Linked DNA regions of Mus musculus: regions 2 and 3 are each linked to region 1. The links are chromatin contacts, called in public Hi-C maps. All regions are on one chromosome and are shown on one strand. The core of a region is the stretch at or near the end of the contact, and the rest is flanking DNA. Distances in the headings are between cores, read along the strand shown. Region 1 overlaps Sh3kbp1 (SH3-domain kinase binding protein 1). Region 2 overlaps Sh3kbp1 (SH3-domain kinase binding protein 1). Region 3 overlaps Sh3kbp1 (SH3-domain kinase binding protein 1).

The links. A called contact is a pair of places that touch in the nucleus more often than the background predicts.
Region 2: a Hi-C map of the MNK3 cell line shows a contact between it and region 1, with 3 times the contacts expected there. The contact joins two enhancer-like sites. A contact is called at or near these places in 1 of 15 datasets of contacts at CTCF or cohesin (large pre-B cells), 7 of 484 Hi-C or Micro-C datasets (the Ba/F3 cell line, the G1E-ER4 cell line, the HL-1 cell line and 4 more), 8 of 115 datasets of contacts at active chromatin or transcription factors (the 230-238 cell line, CD8 T cells, the SCID.adh cell line and 5 more) and 1 of 9 other capture datasets (adipose tissue).
Region 3: a contact with region 1 is called in a Hi-C map of the N1E-115 cell line, with 4 times the contacts expected there. The contact joins two enhancer-like sites. A contact is called at or near these places in 4 of 484 Hi-C or Micro-C datasets (the N1E-115 cell line, bone marrow-derived macrophages and uterus), 1 of 115 datasets of contacts at active chromatin or transcription factors (the SCID.adh cell line) and 3 of 9 other capture datasets (adipose tissue, liver and macrophages).

What each region holds. Positions count from the first base shown.
Region 1 is chrX:159,910,223-159,913,371 of GRCm38.p6, forward strand. All of the region lies in intron 9 of Sh3kbp1 (SH3-domain kinase binding protein 1), which reads left to right. Among named protein-coding and RNA genes, the nearest start is that of Map3k15, 76 kb to the right of the region's middle. Within about 2 kb of position 1,584, at least 49 of the 459 cell types and tissues checked have an H3K27ac peak or open chromatin away from gene starts, as enhancers often do. A contact at or near this core is called in the G1E-ER4 cell line, the MNK3 cell line, the N1E-115 cell line and 3 more, where this site is marked.
Region 2 is chrX:159,671,237-159,674,385 of GRCm38.p6, forward strand. The region is part of intron 1 of Sh3kbp1 (SH3-domain kinase binding protein 1); the gene reads left to right. Among named protein-coding and RNA genes, the nearest start is that of Sh3kbp1, 46 kb to the left of the region's middle. Within about 2 kb of position 1,420, at least 39 of the 459 cell types and tissues checked have an H3K27ac peak or open chromatin away from gene starts, as enhancers often do. A contact at or near this core is called in the G1E-ER4 cell line, the MNK3 cell line, the N1E-115 cell line and 2 more, where this site is marked.
Region 3 is chrX:159,703,775-159,706,923 of GRCm38.p6, forward strand. The region is part of intron 2 of Sh3kbp1 (SH3-domain kinase binding protein 1); the gene reads left to right. Among named protein-coding and RNA genes, the nearest start is that of Sh3kbp1, 78 kb to the left of the region's middle. Within about 2 kb of position 1,732, at least 13 of the 459 cell types and tissues checked have an H3K27ac peak or open chromatin away from gene starts, as enhancers often do. A contact at or near this core is called in the N1E-115 cell line, the SCID.adh cell line and bone marrow-derived macrophages, where this site is marked.

The DNA.
Region 1 (3,149 bases), core at 334-2,833:
GAAGTCAAGCAGCCTAAAGCCACCCAAGTTTGGAACTGGGGTTTTGGTCTTTCACCAGGGAGAGAGGGATGAGAGAATAAATGGAATGATTGATTCTAAAAATGCAGAACTTTAAATGCTCGCCTGAGTTGAAGGAGCTAGTTTGTATGTAGCTGTTAAACTCCACAGAGGATCCCTAGACCTACTGCTGAACCTCATGCCATTGCCTTCTTCCAGCCACAGTTGAACATTTTGAAGAAAAGCAACTCTGGGGTCTGTTCATCTCTGTTTCTTCGAGAATCAGCAACTGCTGTGTTTCTTTATTATTGCCACATTTTTGCTGGTGATTTGCTGCTCTGCTTTTTCTGTCCTCGTCACCCAGTTTGGCATATTAAAATACAAAAGTAGGCCCATGTGCAGTACTTCCAAGTTTTGAGGAGTTAGTCTAGAGCCATATGGGTCTTGAAAGTGCAAGGAGGGGGATGTGGGAGGGTTTGGAGGGGGAAAGGGAAGAGTGAAATGATGTAATTATAATCAGTTGAACTTACTGAAACCAGAGAAAGTGGACTCAGTCCAAAAGCAGGATGGGGTGGGGGTGGGGAGAATAAACTCCCTCTGCTAGCTGGTACCTATCCAGTACTGACAGCTCATGGCTTGCAAACTAGCCCTTTCTTTTCAATCCTATCCGCCTCTGCAGTGGTCATGACACTCCTCATAAATGCAGACCCCGCCCCCTCCTGTTGCCACGCTCACAGGCATACTTTTTGGGACCACTTTTCACACTGTCTGTTATTACAAAATTTTCCATCCTCTCTCTCACCCTCCTTTGTCGTCTCTTCTTTTTCTTCCACCCAATTCCTTCCATGACACATTTCATGTATCGGCTGCAGTCCAAACCTTACACATCAAGAGGTTTTGGTTTTGGCTTGGTTTTGTTTTTACATGGCCCAGTAATCACAGAAAGTGTGATAGTTTGAAATTGTCATTACCTTTTTTATTTTTTCTTTCCCCACGTATTTTGAGGCAAGGTCTCTGGGGTAACAGCTTCTACTACAGAGGCTTCTGTGAGATTGTTTATAGATTATTTTAAACTAGGGCCAGAGAGATAGCTCAGCCAGGAAAAGTGCTTGAGTTTGATCCCTAGGATCCACAGAGTGGAAGGAGAGAGAGAGAGAGAGAGAGAGAGAGAGAGAGAGAGAGAGAGAGAGACAGACTACTCTCCAGAAGCTGTCCTCTGATCTCTGCACACGTTGTGGCATACGTGTGCAAGCTCACACACGTTACCATGTGCACAAAAATAAGGAAAAGAACTTTTTTTTTAAAAAAATGAAGAGTATTTCAAACCAGCAAGGATGGAGAAAGACATCCAGAAATAGGCATTGTTGGGACTTGGCAAGGAAGAATTAGGCCATAGGGTGTTGTCAGTTTCATGACTAAGCAGTACCTCTGATCCTGGGGTCAAGGAAGATTAAATGGCAAGGTCTCAGCAATAACTTCATTAGGTAAAACATATATCCATTCCCAAACTAGTTTATACCAAGACAGAGGAGGACGCAGGACAGCGTTAATAGGGAACTGGAAAAAGCTGACAAAGGGAATAGAGTACTGAGAGAGCCTGAGTCACAAACACACCCACTCAGTACAGGGCCTGTATTCAAGGGCAAGAGGCCCCGAGAGCAGCTTGCTTTTTCCTAATAAAGATCATTGTCTGCTTATGCATACAGCACAGGGAAATATCAAGGAGGAAACATACCCAAGTGCTAGTCAGAAACCACCACTTTAAAGAGACTTCTTTTCCACTCGTTCTACCTTTTTTTTGCATGTTAGAGCATAGGTGAGCTCATCCTGTAGCTGCCATTTGATAACTATTTCCTCCTTGCAATCTGACCATCGTACTGTTGCCTGTGCTTTGATGAATTCCGTGTGTATGCTATTATGCCTGCCTCATGGCTGTTCTCCAGCACTGGGCCTTCATAGTGGTTAGCAGTGTGCTATGGGTCAAACAGCCCTGGGCTTTACTTCCAGTTCCCTCTACCCTATTTAATAGGTTGCTTCATTTAATAGATTGGTGACCTTGGGAAATGACTTTCTCTCAATTATTTCAACAGCAACATGGGCATATTAATACCAGTTCCTCATAGAGTTGCTACATGAGTTACCCAAGTCAGAGATTACTAACTCTTCTTGCAAAACTATCGTCTCTCAAGTTGAAAGATAATATTAATGGCCATTTATTGGTGAGAAAGGAGTGCTAGGTGAGATTGCTTGTCATCATCTAATAACAGAGATTTGTACTGATCTTCAGCTGTCAGAACCCTTTGTCTTTCTTACCATGCTATAGTCTTTACTCAGAGTAATTTGCTGGAGTCAGTAACTAATGAAGAATCAGGCTGAAAATGTATTGAATCCAGAGCGTGAATGCTATGATGGCCCCTCCTCAGATAAAAACACATAAACAGATAAAGACAAGAACACATGTTCTTGTGGGTCTTGTATACTCTGGATTTTATTGGAAACATGTTCTTTCTGCAATCTAGTACTGTGTCAGAGAAAGGTGAGCCAGAGTAGGGGCTAGGTGTCTGCCTTTTGTGGTCCCTGTGGTAATGTCACACTACAACGTTTTTCAAAACCAGAAGATACTCTTTGTAGGTTTCTTAGAACCACAAATATATGGTGCCTGAGAGAGTAAGGAGTGTCAATGGTGATGTGAAGCATCCTCCCTCATCCTCTTAGTTCCCCGAATCCTTCCTTAGTGGTATCACACTGGATGGCTCTCCCCCTTGCCCTTATAGCATCACAGTACAAGATGGTACCTGGCTATGATTTCTGATCACTGAAATGTTTAGCCAGTTCATTTTTGTCCATCTCCCTCCTATAGTCAATCTTGGATGACAAAGAAAAGCCCACAAACTCTGAAACCAGTTCAGGGATGAATACTATTGATTGCATTGCTACTTCCATCACCTATGGAGGAGCAATGTGTGATAAAAAAAAAATAGTGATCCACTTAAAAAAAAACCCACATCCATTCCAATTTAGCACATGTAGTAAGGTATAACCACTGTATGAGAGATCTCACAAATGACCTTCCTTCCTCGGCATAAAAAGAGGCAAAACCGGGGGGGGGGGCGTGCTGGGGGGGGGGAACACTTGCCAGGCTGCAGTAGAAT
Region 2 (3,149 bases), core at 170-2,669, 240 kb before region 1:
CTTCCTTTTAGTGAGAAATCTAAATGTAAATTGTCTTGGCAAAAGGTACTCGTCGAGAACTCTCTGGTGTGCTCCTGTTGACCTTTGGTCTATTTATTTTTATTAGGATGTGTTTCAATTTTGGAAATGGTTTGAACAGTTTCTGTAGATCTTACTCTATTTGCCTAACTTTACTTTTTAAATATTTATCTGTCTTATGTGCATAGATGTTTTGCCCGTATGTTTATATGTATATAGATCATGTGTGTCCTCGCAGAGGTCAGAAGAGGTCCTCAGATCCCTTGGTTAGGGATGGCTGTGAGCTACCATGTGGGTGCTGAGAACTAAACTCTAGTGCGCTTAGTCCCTTCAGCCCCCTAGTGGTCTACCTTTAAACTACACCCTCTACGGGAAAGTAAAACGCTGGGGTTCAATCCACTTCTGTTTTCTAATACTCCGAGGAGATGCACATTTATTAAGTGATTTTCTCATACACTGACGGAGCATTTACAATAATACTGATTAAGAAGACACACACTCAGTAGATCTTGCTTATTAACTGTTAGTTCAGATAATTCAAACAGTTAAAAACATTAACCAAATGACCAACTCTGGGAGTAGTTCACAATCACTATGAAGCATCATTAATGAAACTTATCCTGAGCTGTCCAGTGTGTCCTCCCTAATAGCCTTTCCCAGTATAGAGTTGTAAACATACTAGATGTTCTCTCTTGGTTAGATGTTAGTGAACTCAAAGTAGTTAGTGCTTATGACAGTTTGCATTTGTAGGCTGCTTTGAAGAGCCACTGTTTTGCCGTTATCTGCTTTTAGCTTTGGCTCAGGTTTCATTTTCTTGGATACTCAACTTTTCATCCAATTCATCCTTGTGATTCTCTCCGCTCAGCGGCAAGCATGTCTTGAGTGCCTGCAAGTGTGCATGCACCAAAGTGCATCCCTGGGTGTTGTTCCTCAGCCACTGCTCTCTCTCTCTTCTCTCTCTCTTCTCTCTCTCTCTCTCTCTCTCTCTCTCTCTCTCTCTCTCTCCCCCCCCCCCCAGACAAGCATCGCACTGGCCTTGAATTTGTCAGGTAGGCTAGCTGGGCTGGCCAACAAGTCCTAGGGGCCTACTTCTCTAGCAGCAAGCACATAGCACCATGCTGGCTTTTTAACGTGAGTGTTGGGAATCTAACGCTGGTCTTTTTGCTTGCAAGGCGATGCTTTATTGCTTCGGTTTTCGGTGTCTTCTCCTTCTAGGGACTTCCAGTAGCAGAATTCCACAGCTGTAGTAGAATTCCTACAATGGGTATGTGCTGGGGGCAGGGGAGGTAGTAATGAAACTTCTTTTGAAAGAGGATTTTAAATGTGCTTGAGGAAGGCAAGGAAGGGTCAGTGTGGTTTCCTCTCATCTTGCTGTCTACTTTCTCTCTGACCAGACACTGGTTCTTTTGTTAACACAGACTGCTCTGTGACTCAGCCCTTGCTCTAGCTCTGATTGCTCCTACTGAGCACGTTTTCCTGTTGAAATGCTCTCAACTTCTCTCCTTTTGACCTGGATATGGCCTCTTGCAGCTGATTCGGCTTAGCTATCCTGAAGCATACATGTCCATCTGTAAAGCCCTTTTCCCATCCTCATTATACTCTCCTCCAGAAAAGCCAGAGTCATATTGTTACAGTGCTTATGGTTTCTTCCACTACCAGGCTCTATGAATGCATTTTCAATAAAATAGTTTAAGCAAAGCCTTTTAGAGGTATTAACCACAATAAAATATATTTCAATCATCTTTAAACTGTCCGTTAAACAAAATTAATTCACAAAATGAGATAGTGTTTTGGAACAGGAAGCAATGTTTTCTTATTTTATTTTGCATAACCTGTAATTAATTGATACAAGCAGATATTTGTCTGTTGTTCTGTTTTAAAGTTTACATATTCTACTTGGTCCCAAACCTTTGGATACTTCTCACTGTGAAAAATGGAAGATCTTATTCTAATCAGGAAGTTGTCTGGCTCTCTTTGGAATGTGGGATTCAGGGTGTCATTATAAAATCATGAAAAGCTATGTATCTTTAAGCGGTATTATTACTTTAAACATTACTCAGATAAAGCTCTGTTCATGGGTATTCTTCCTTATCGTTGAATAACAAAGATTATATCTTCCTTAAATGTCTGAAGTGTTTTGACTAAACTGACATTCTTTGTAAATTAGTTTGCTAGGAGGCTATTTACTTTCCCTTGAATGGCTTCTGCAGAGAACCATCCTCTATACTTACTATAACAAATAGTCTTTAGTCTACACTGTGGTTTTAATCTTCAAATTCATCTGTACCTACTTTCTGTGTTTTTCCCCTTAAAACGAATTTTTTTTCTGGTCAACTTGCTCTTATCCAGTTTATCTAATGCATCTTCGAGAAGAGCAGCGTGCTCGGCTTACAAGAGTTAGTTTCAGCCCTGAAGTGTTTACTAATGCAGTGTTCCTATGCACCTGGGTGTGTGTGTGTTCTAGGGCCAGGCCCTGGGGAGCCTGTGGCTTTAGAATACAGGCTGTGAGTTACCAGAGGTCCAAGGCTTTATGAGTTCTTTCCTGTCTACACCCTGCCTTGAGTGATCTGAATTTTGATTGGATACTCCTCTGCTGTTGGGAACAATAGTCAAGGCAGAGGAGGGACTGATCACTGTAGCTCTTGACACTTCCAGACTGGTCAATCATACTTTGTAGATAACCTGGTTGTGTTAATTGTGGGCTCTTTTAGCCTTCCAGTCAAATAAAAGCTCACATTTGGGACTGTGTCTTTTTGTGCTGAATGAGAAGATAGAGTTTGAAATAAATGCCTTCTTGGGGCATTCCTGGAGTTGAGCTGATATACTTGATCACCAGCATTGACTGAGTACCTACTGTGGGCTAGATATCAGGCAAGGAAGAGATTATACTGAGATCTACATTGTAAGGGTTCCCAGTGGGTAGGCAATGAGGGAGGCAGATGCACAGAGAAATCTCTTACAGTAAAGCATGGTAATAGCCTGTGAGACTAGTGGCTGCCAGTTGATAGAGCAGCCTTTGTATAGAAGAAGTTTCAGTGTTCATCCATTATCCTTGGACCAGACCCTCTTCCAATATTAAAAACAAAAATGTGAACTCAGGCAAGGTGTTTTGCCTCATGCCATAAAATAGT
Region 3 (3,149 bases), core at 482-2,981, 210 kb before region 1:
GGGAGGGTGGGAAGGGATGGAGCAGGATCGATTCCTACCATTTGTTGCCAAGATCCCAGGGGCCTGGGGTGTATAGCTTCTCTAGCACTGGGTTCCGTCCCCAGCTCTACACAAAGGAGTTCAAAGGGGAGATGTTGGAGAGATGGATGACTTCAGTGCTTAGGAGCACTGGCTACTCTTCCAGAGGACCTTGGTTTGATTCCCAGCACTCACACAATGGTTCACAACAGTCTGAAATGCCTGTTCTAGGGGTTACGACACCCTCTTTGGGCTTCTGCAGGTACTGCATATGTGTGGTGCACAGATATATGTGCAGGCAAAACATCCACACACAAAAAATAATAATTTTTAAAAAGTTCCCAGGGGGACATTGCGATGTGTCTTTTGATGCTGTTCTACCACTTGTGAAGGGGGAAGCAACAACCCCCCCATAATATTCTAAAGCCAGATGAGGGTATAACCTAACTTGCCCAACCTCTAAATGTGCCTTCCTGGGATCCTGTGAAATGCAGATTTTGATGGGGGCCTGGACTTGGAAAAGAATTACTGACCTAACCCTGTCTCAGGGCTCTTAGGGATCACCTGGGGGAGTTTAAAAAGTGGTTTTCCAGGGCTATTGAATTAGAGACTCTGGGCATGGAGCCTTCAGATACTTGGGTTTGGGGGAAGGGTGGGGAGGAGAGGAAGCAACTAAGCAATTTGGCAATAAAGCTGTCAACTTTGTTTATTGGGGGTGGTGTCGAGGAGGAGCGGAATGACAGCTTGGAAAACTTCACTGTAGGAATCAGATAGAAACGTTTAATGATGCAGTTTCTGGCATCTTAAGAGTTTCCTCTCTGACCAGAAGAACATGTGAAATCTTACGAGCCACCCCCTCAGAAAGGAGTTGAGCAGTTCCTTATGATTGTCCAGACAGACTTAAAGCAGAAAGCATGGAAGAACAAAAAGCACTTACTAGTTAGTTTGCTGACCTGCCTAGTATTAGCTAATGTCTGTGAAGCCCTGCAGGACTCATCCAGGGTAGCCAAGGCCCAAATATGGAAAGGAGAAGTCATGCTTATGAGGGAGGAGCTAAAATTATCACTACAAATGTTGAACACATCATTTCAGCTTCTGCTCTGGGGCTGGGGGTTTCATTGTAATGATGTGTGGGGGAGCCAGGGGCAGCTGCAAAGAAAGCCTTGGGGCTGTCTTAGTTCTAATGAGCCCTGGATATTACAGTGGGGGTTTTGTGGGCTATTCCTTTCATAGTCTGACGGTCCACATTTTTGCTAACAGAGGCTTTGTAATGAGTGGCTCTTCATCATTCCCCAAACTTCCCTGTGACTCTTTTCTTGAGGTCAAGCAGGAATGACTTAGGGACTCATTTCTCTACTTTTTGTGCCTTCTATGAATTATCATGAATTATTGTTTCTATTTGCTGTCTATCTTTAAAGCCAAGCGTTAGCCATTGTTGGACACAATGTCATTAATCTTTGTGGGTTGTTATTTAGAACAAGTGGTTTTGTGTGTGTGTGTGTGTGTGTGTGTGTGTGTGTGTTGTCCCTGGGGATGTCTGCCCTAGGGAGACTCTGAGCACCGAAGGAGCTCTAAATAAGAGGATTTTCTGCTTAGGCTCCAACTTTGACATTCTGGGCTCCATATAATCAAGCTGTGTCTATGCTGAGCTTCTGGTCATCATAGGTTAGTCAGTCAGCAACGATGTCTAAAACTTGACTCTGGCTCTTTCTCCTCTGACTCCTCTGACTTCAATGACCCAAGTGACTCATGAGACAAACAGTAGTCCTTCTGTAGAGATAAAGATCACAGCAGTGTAGGACAGGTGTCTCTATTGCCTGTTGTTATGCCGTTATAGTTTTGCCTGAAGGAGGGACAGCTGGAATCCTGTTTTTCCCACCCATTGGAGCCTAGTATGCTAAGGGAGCCCCTAAGAGTCTGGAGCAGGCCTGAAGGAATGCCACCACATGATCCCCTAAGGAGGAGGACTTGTTTAAGCAGAGGACTGGAGGAAGAAGACCACAATTTCATGAGGGTTTGGAATTTGGCCATGTCAGTAAGATGCTGTTTTTTGTCACAAGTTAGGGTTATCTGGGATGATTAAAAAAAAAAAAGAAAAGGGTGTTGGATCCCCTGGAACTGAAGTTACAGTGGTTGCTGGGAATCAAACTCTGAGTCTCTAGAAAAGCATCCAGTGCCCTTAACCACTGAACCTTTTCCCCAGCCTAATGTTTTCTTGATTAATGATTGATGTGGGATGGCCCAGCCCACTGTGGGTGGTGGCGTCCCTGGCTGTATATAAAACAAGCTGGACAAACCATGGAAAGGAAGCCAGTAATAACATTTCTTCGTGGGGTCTGCTTCAGTTCCTGCGTTGAGTTCCTGTCCTGCCTTTCCTTCATGATGGAAGAGAAGCTGTAAGATGAAATGAACTCTTTCCTACCTTTCTTTTGCTCATAGCATTTATCTCAGCACTAGAAAGCCAGCAGCAGTAGATAGGAAGTAGGAAAAGTGGGGGCAGGAGATGAGAGGAAGTGTTCATGCCCTTGTAAGGGATTTAGAGGAATCGGGGAAGGACTGGAGAAAGGGTTTCTCATAAGGGCCTGGAGAAAATGTTCTGGCAACATATGTCCTCTACTGCTTGAATATCTGCATCCCCAATAGCTTTCCAAACAGCTTTGTGGGATCTAACTTACACTAATTTACACACCGTAAAGTGAACTCATTTGAAGTGCCTCATTCAATGGATTTTAGTGTATTTGGAGTTGTCTAATGATCATCACAATCTAATTCTCAAACATTTCCAGCCCCCCTACCAAAGGATTACTTGTGCCCACTTATGGTCCCTCCCCATTTCCCATGCCCAACTCTAGGCAATCTTTGTAATTCCTCTTTGTAAAACATTAAGGGGGATGTTTTCAGTGACTGTTATATTTACTTTAAGGAATCTCTTGGACAAATTGTAAACTTTTATTTTTCGTTTCTCCATTACTTCTCAGTCCATCCCTGTTAGCATGCTACAGATTTCACACAACAGAAACCTGTCCCGGACTGTCTTAAACATAAATCACTTCTCTTACATAATTGAGATGCTAGAGGAGGGTGGAGCCCTGGGGCAGTGTGATCTACAGTTTGATGGGGCATCAGAAACC